2 separate regions of the Gossypium hirsutum genome follow, and region 2 is linked to region 1. The links are chromatin contacts, called in public Hi-C maps. All regions are on one chromosome and are shown on one strand. The core of a region is the stretch at or near the end of the contact, and the rest is flanking DNA. Distances in the headings are between cores, read along the strand shown. Region 1 holds the start of LOC107899244 (F-box/kelch-repeat protein At1g57790). Region 2 holds the start of LOC107899241 (alpha carbonic anhydrase 1, chloroplastic).

Evidence for each region. Hi-C and Micro-C count contacts between places; a contact is called where the count stands out from the background.
Region 2: a contact with region 1 is called in a Hi-C map of leaf, with 1.6 times the contacts expected there. The contact joins the promoter of LOC107899241 here to the promoter of LOC107899244 in region 1. A contact is called at or near these places in 5 of 34 Hi-C or Micro-C datasets (anther, hypocotyl, leaf and 1 more).

Annotation. Positions count from the first base shown.
Region 1 is chrD04:35,373,990-35,377,630 of Gossypium_hirsutum_v2.1, reverse strand. It overlaps LOC107899244 (F-box/kelch-repeat protein At1g57790), which reads left to right and starts at 1,552. Exons shown (of 3, transcript XM_041091329.1): 1 at 1,552-1,669; 2 at 3,098-3,641. The coding sequence starts at 1,587.
Region 2 is chrD04:35,639,638-35,642,914 of Gossypium_hirsutum_v2.1, reverse strand. It overlaps LOC107899241 (alpha carbonic anhydrase 1, chloroplastic), which reads left to right and starts at 1,820. Exons shown (of 6, transcript XM_016824895.2): 1 at 1,820-2,089; 2 at 2,195-2,409; 3 at 2,498-2,604; 4 at 2,750-2,852; 5 at 3,166-3,277. The coding sequence starts at 2,023.

The DNA of each region.
Region 1 (3,641 bases), core at 303-2,802:
TCGATTTTATGTTGTTAGGAAGCCGGAGGATCAGGATCCGACTGACGTCATCGTAGGTACTTTCACTTTGCAGTTTACTCCATTCATTTCCTTAGTTGATTCAGGATCGATGCAATTGTATATTTTGAGTGAGTTGGCAGTAAGTTAGCAATCCCTGTTGAGACTATTGGTTTGGGTATGATTGTCATTAGTTTATTCGTGATAGTGTGGTAGTGAATAAAGTTTATCATAGATGCCCTTTTATGATTCAAGGACATGTTTTCTCTGTTGATCTTATGATTCAAGAACATGAGATCTTCCACCTGAATTCCTTTAGGCTACCATTGGGATCATGAGACAGTTCTTTGTATGAGGGGCGTCGAGATGCAACATACCATCAAGATAACTAATAGGTGGACCGGCTACTAGTCTTGTAGGAACGTAGAGATAGTTGTTAAGCTTAATGCTTTAGAGCTAGGACGATTTACTAGGATGAGTCTTGCGTTGAATAAATGGGGCAAACAAGCATAGCCCTTGAAGTGGCCCTAATGAGTAATGTGATGGGCTAAAAGTGGCCCTTAGTTGGTGAACAGCCAACGATCGAGTAGTGCCATTGGGTTATAGCACATAAGACGCATCAAACGAGCATGGACTTGGTGTTGGGTTCCCCAAACCTTCAGCAAAGATACCTTGTGACTTAGACCGTGATGGTCGATGCTCAACGTCATTAATGGAGATGATGCTTGAGACCTCTTGCAAGCATGAGTGCTAAACGTGCGACAAGAGTGGGTTCCCTCCCTTGTTCTAAATGGTTGGATGCAAGTGACTTCGTAAGGCCGAAACAAGTGAGAGGCCTTTTGGACAAAGCATCAATGTGAACTAAGATAGTCCACTAAAAAGGACCTAAGAAAGGTTGATCATGGTTATGAGTAGTCATCTTGCCACACAGAATCATGCTATTCGGGTCAAGGAATGGGATATTTGTGACACTAGGGTAGCTTTATTGTATGCAAATTGTGTTGTTTGGAATTTTGTTCCTTTTGTTTTGAATTCTAATTCTACTCAGCTTGATAGTGGGAATATGACGGATGGTAGGAATAGGTGTATAGGGTAAGCCTGCTACTTGGGTTTTAGGTTTATCCTCCTACTTGTTTGTCTCTATTTCGTTGTTTCGTTTAATTGATATTTTACGTTAAGAAACCACTAAAGTAAAAAGGTAAAATTTTAAATGGCATTAAAATGACACAAAAAAATTAGAATTTAACATTTTAAAACATAATAAGAATTGAGTTGTTCATTTTTTACGTCATTTTAAAACAGGACAAGTTATACCCTGCCGCTAGTATTATAAAAATTAATGGTACAAAAACCAACTTACTCGCTTTTATTATAAAAAATCGTCTAAATCAATTAACGGAAGTAACAAATTAAAAATATTAGTATACCTCGCCACTAGGGTTGTTCTCTATTCTCTCTCCTCGGATAAGTAGAACTCTTATGAAAATTTCTTTTTATCTTCCCCTCTCGTTTCTTTGGGTTTCTCTCAAGATTAGAGTTTTTTCTTTTCTCGTTTTTTAGATTGTTTAAGAGCATTTTTTCGATTAGATATGAAGACTTATCTCAAAATTCTCTTTGCTTTCTTATTTTTTGAAACTTTCGAGTTTTTTCGAATCTCACCACTTTTCAAACCGTAAGTCTTCTTCTTCTTTTTTTGGTTGGGGTGGGGGGGAACCTCCGTTTTATGAGCCAAGTTCCCATGTCGAACTTGTATCTTCAGTGGCGCTAATTGTCAAGATCTTATTCCATGTTTTTGCTATGTTAGAGTTGTTATTTTGTTTTCAAAAGTCTACTAGCCTTTTAATTTGCATTTAAAATATTGGAGAAATTGAATATGATGGTTGATTCTTTTACTATTAGGCTTGGTTCTATCTATGCAGTTAATTATTAAAGGAATATGGGTATTACTGGCTTTGTTTTGGTTGTCTCCTTATCATTAGGATGGGATGTTTCTTTAAAAATGAATGTTCTTTCTTTTTGCTTACTCGGTGAGTTGGTTGGGTTATGGCTAGTAAAGTTGGTGTCTCATCCTGTACTGTTTACGGTGATCAAAATGAAATTTATGTTCCAACAATAACAATAATAATATAATATAGAAAGAAAAGAAAAATATGGACGATTTATGGTAATGTATTTTGTTGGGAATTTTTCTTGACATGGGATCGTATCCATTCTTACTTTTGTAATGGATTTGCAATAAATGAATTTCCTATTTTGAAAACAAAAATGGTAACCATAAGACCAAGCCTTCACTACACAACCTCTCACTAATAAATCAAAACTCGCCGCTTCATCTAAACACAAAACTCAACTTAACATCACTACATTACGTGGCGTCCATCACTGCCTTTTCCCTACACCTTTTTACTGCTTTTTCTATTTGCACCTCAAAACACACTGCAAAACCTTTAGTTTTCTGCTTAATATGGCTGCAACAAAGAAAAGAAAGCTTAAATTGTAAGGTTTTGTTTTTAAATTTTTATTCTTTTGGGTTCTTTGAGTGACCAAGTTGGTAGCTTTACCTATTTTTAATAAAAAAATTGAAACTTCGGTGATTAGGTTTTCATGCAAATCACAGTTGCGTTTTGGGAATTATAGCTTCTTGAGTTCTGAATATGAGAACAAAATTTGATTCTTTACTTAATAAGGAAGTAGAATTATGCAAATTTGTTGGCAAGGCTGATATTTTTCTTTTGTTTATGCCTATGCTTGGGAGTCATTCTGGGTTTTGAGAAATTGCAGGGATAGATAGTTGAGAATTTTAATTTTCTTTTTTTTGGGTCTTTAACCATGGTTACAAATCATTGCATGTTTAGGGGATTGGAGCGATTCAGTATTGATTCCTTGTTAATGTGTTATTTTGGAGCGATTCCGCCTTTTGGGTTGAAGAAATGCAGCAAGCATTGGATTTTGAATCTTATATAAAGCATGATTAAGCTATCTGACTTAGTGGAGCATTTTTAGGGTTTAATTTCGTTGTTTACATCCTACACTTCTTTTTAATATTTTATAGCTGATAGATAAACCCATTCTAATATCAATAATCCTTTTGGCTGTATAGGCTAGCAGAAATGGTGAATGGGATTGAAAGAACTGCAAGTGAAGATGGTAAGGGGAGGTTGGAGTTACAAACATGGTCTGATCTTCCTCTAGAACTTTTGGAATTGATTTTGTCCAATCTAACATTTGAGGATAACGTTCGAGCATCTGTTGTCTGCAAGAGGTGGCACAAGGTTGCAATCTCAGTTCGGGTTATGAACCAATCACCATGGCTCATGTACATACCGAAATCTGGTTGCTTGTACGAGTTCTATGATCCATCAGAGCGCAAAATCCACTCTCTTGAGCTACCAGAGTTGCGTGGATGCAGGGTTTGTTACACTAAACAGGGTTGGTTGTTGTTATATAGACGCAGGAATCACCTGGTATTCTTCTTTAATCCCTTCACTCGGGAGACAATAAATCTTCCTAGCTATGAGTTGGCATATGAAATAATGGCTTTCTCTTGTGCCCCAACATCGACCAACTGTGTGGTTTTCTCAATAAAGCACGTCCACCCTACTGTTGTTGCTATCAGCACATGTCATCCCGGGGCATCGGAATGG
Region 2 (3,277 bases), core at 571-3,070, 270 kb before region 1:
GTTTTCCTTGTTCCTGTTTTCATGCCCTTACGTGGTGGTCGGTTTGGAAGTGCTCTTTTACCTTTAGGATACCACCACCTTTCCAATATCATTACATTTTACTTACACTTCCATTTTTTAGATTTCGATTTTTTTTTAAAATATTTATGTTTGATGTTGATATTTAATGCATATCTCTACATAAATATGGAAGTACAACATTTAATTTTAAGAATGTTATAAACATATGAAAATTTATTAAAAATTAAAACATATGTTTTAATGAACTTATAGAAAACGGTGAAAATTAATCAGTCGACTTATTTTAGTGAATATTTTGAAAAAAAAATAGAACATATTCATAAATTATAAAATAAACTTTTTAGTTTTTAGAATAATAAATTAAAAATATTAATAAATAAATGAAGTAATGGGAGATGAAGCAATGAGTGGAGTGAAAAAAAAATGGAGCAAAACGCTTTACAAAATACAAAAAGTTCAAATCTTATTTGTACCACGAGACTAATAAGATTGAGACTGGATGAGATGTCAATATTCCTGCTTCCTGCACTAACTCAACAGTGGGAATATTCTGTTTTGCATAGTACTTTTTTTCTTCCAAAATAAATGGTTAGGAATGGATCAGTATTTCAATGCCGAATATATGTGGCTCAATCTAGCCTCCCACCTCTTCTTTTACAAACAGGTCACTATCATCAACAGAGAAATGGGCATTATATGGAGTTCGTCCCCACAATAATAATCACCTCTAATAGCATTCCTACGGTCAACTTTTAACATTTTATACTCACTCTTTATAATAATTTTTCATAAATCATAGTATTAGTCATAAATTATAAAGTATATTATTTATTAAATTAATTTTCTATAGTAACAAATTTTACTAAAATTAATTTTATTCCTAAATAATAATTTAGTTAAATACTATTTCAATAAAATATTTAAATTTTACATAAACATTTATTAATCATATTTTATTAAATTAAAATAATATTTAATAAATAAAATAAAATATACAAATTTTATTAAAGATACTATCAAAATCTTACTTAGTAATATTATTTATATACTATAATCTTTAATTAAAAAAAGTTAATATTATCTAAATTTCAAAAGCTATTATAAATATATAATAATCACCCCTTTCAAAATTTTAATAAACAGATAGGTTGTATACTTAAAGAGAAAACTTGATAATATTATTAAAAAAGAATAACATAATGATTAATTTTCATGCCTATATTTAAAAAAACTTGTCCCGCAGCCTCAGTCCCGTGAATATATTCCATGGGTTGATGAACCCTATAATTATATCTGCTATAATTAAAGGATTCCACCTATGATAAAAATAATAAGATAATTGAAAAAGCATTTCAGTCCCTATAATAATTATCCGCCTTATTGATCTAGAACCCAATTTTGATAGATTTAGATTTGCAACCCCTACATCAAGGAATAATATTTAAAACTTAATCATTCAATAATTTTTAAAGTGAATTCTTATATATATATATACATATCTCACATTTAATATTTAGATAATGTGAGATCTAAGATTTTTTTTTCCTCGATAAATATTCACAAGTAGCTTACTTTAAATATTAAATTATTATTCATCACTCAACCATTTTTAACATATGATATACCGTTATAAAAGTCTCATAGAGTAAAACATAAAATCATAATTTTATGATTCAATCCTCCACCTTTATTAATCGAGAATATGTCTGAAAGTTTTCAAAAATTACATTTTTTCCGTCAAATTGTAGCTTTGGTTCATTAGATAATAAATATCAGCATATTACCACTCACTATATATATAGAAAATGGCATATGATTGTGTAAGGTGCTCAAGAAACTCCCAACAGACCCTCTTACTATATTTAGCAGTGGAAAACTGTCAAAACACTAGTAGCCATGAGCAACTGAAAATATGATAATTATATAAGCTTTTCTTCAATTGTTCTTCTGTTTGGCAAGGTGAATTATTGTGGGTAGTCCAAGATTTGGGTCGTGTTATTAATGGCTCTTCAACTTTTCATCATCTTCGCGCTTAGTTTGCTTCTTGGCATTGCTTCTGCCATTGATGGTACGATCATGTTCTTGCAGCTTTTTCTTTTGGAAAATCATCGTATATATGTTCTGAATTCCAGACTCACTTCTTTATATATATATATTCTTTTTGTTGGGTTAGTTTTTAGAGGAATGGAGTTCGGCTATTCAGGCCACAATGGTCCAGGCAAGTGGGGAAAATTGAATCCAACATTCTCACCATGTTCCACAGGCAAAAGACAGTCTCCCATAAACATTCAGAGGAATCTGACGGTCCACAACAAACTACTGAAACCTTTAACCAGGAACTACGAATCTGCAAATGCTACGCTCGTTAACAGAGGCTACAGCGTTGGGGTTAGTTTCAAAGCAATTCCTCCTACCTGCCCATCATTCATCATATTTAGGATGGTATGTAGAAATTTGATGAATATTGGGAATGCAGGTGCGTTTTGAGGAATCTCCTGGAGATTTATTGATTAATGGCAAAAACTATACCCTCCAGCAATTCCACTGGCATTTACCTGCTGAGCATCACATTGAAGGACAAAGGTAAGTTTAATTTCTCTCTCTAAACACTATTATGTGATTGGATTGGTTGGTCCAAGTTTATCCTATGTTACATTAAAGAGACCAATTCGCTTTTATGGGCTCTTTTGCCTCTTCCCACCTCGTTTTGACCCTTTTAAATATACAGATTTGCAGCTGAGCTTCATATGGTCCATCGGGCAGCAGATAACAGTGCTGTAGTTGTATCTATGCTCTACCATGAAAGCAAAGCCGATCCACTTTTCTCTATGGTAAACCTTCTTAAAATTCCCCTACTTGATATCGCATTTTAAAATATATGGGTACCAAAGTTTCACCTTCAAAATAAAACTATCTATTCTTATTCAAACTCGATTAATCTAAATCAAACTTGATTTCACCATAAGATAACAACTAAAATTAATAACGATCCTAAATCAAAACATGAAATCGTTTGAACTTGAGATGACAGATCTACTTCTATTTCTATATTAATTCTCATATCCAAATAACATAGCCCATGTTATGTTGTTCAAAGAAAAAGGAGGGGCAGGATGATGAAACATTGTAATTTTATGATTTCAGATTATGGAAGGATTGAAACATTTGGGAAAGGAAAATACAGAAGTTCCTCTTGGTACCTTGAATATAAATGAATTGAACCGAAGACCCCGCAAGTATTACACATATGTTGGTT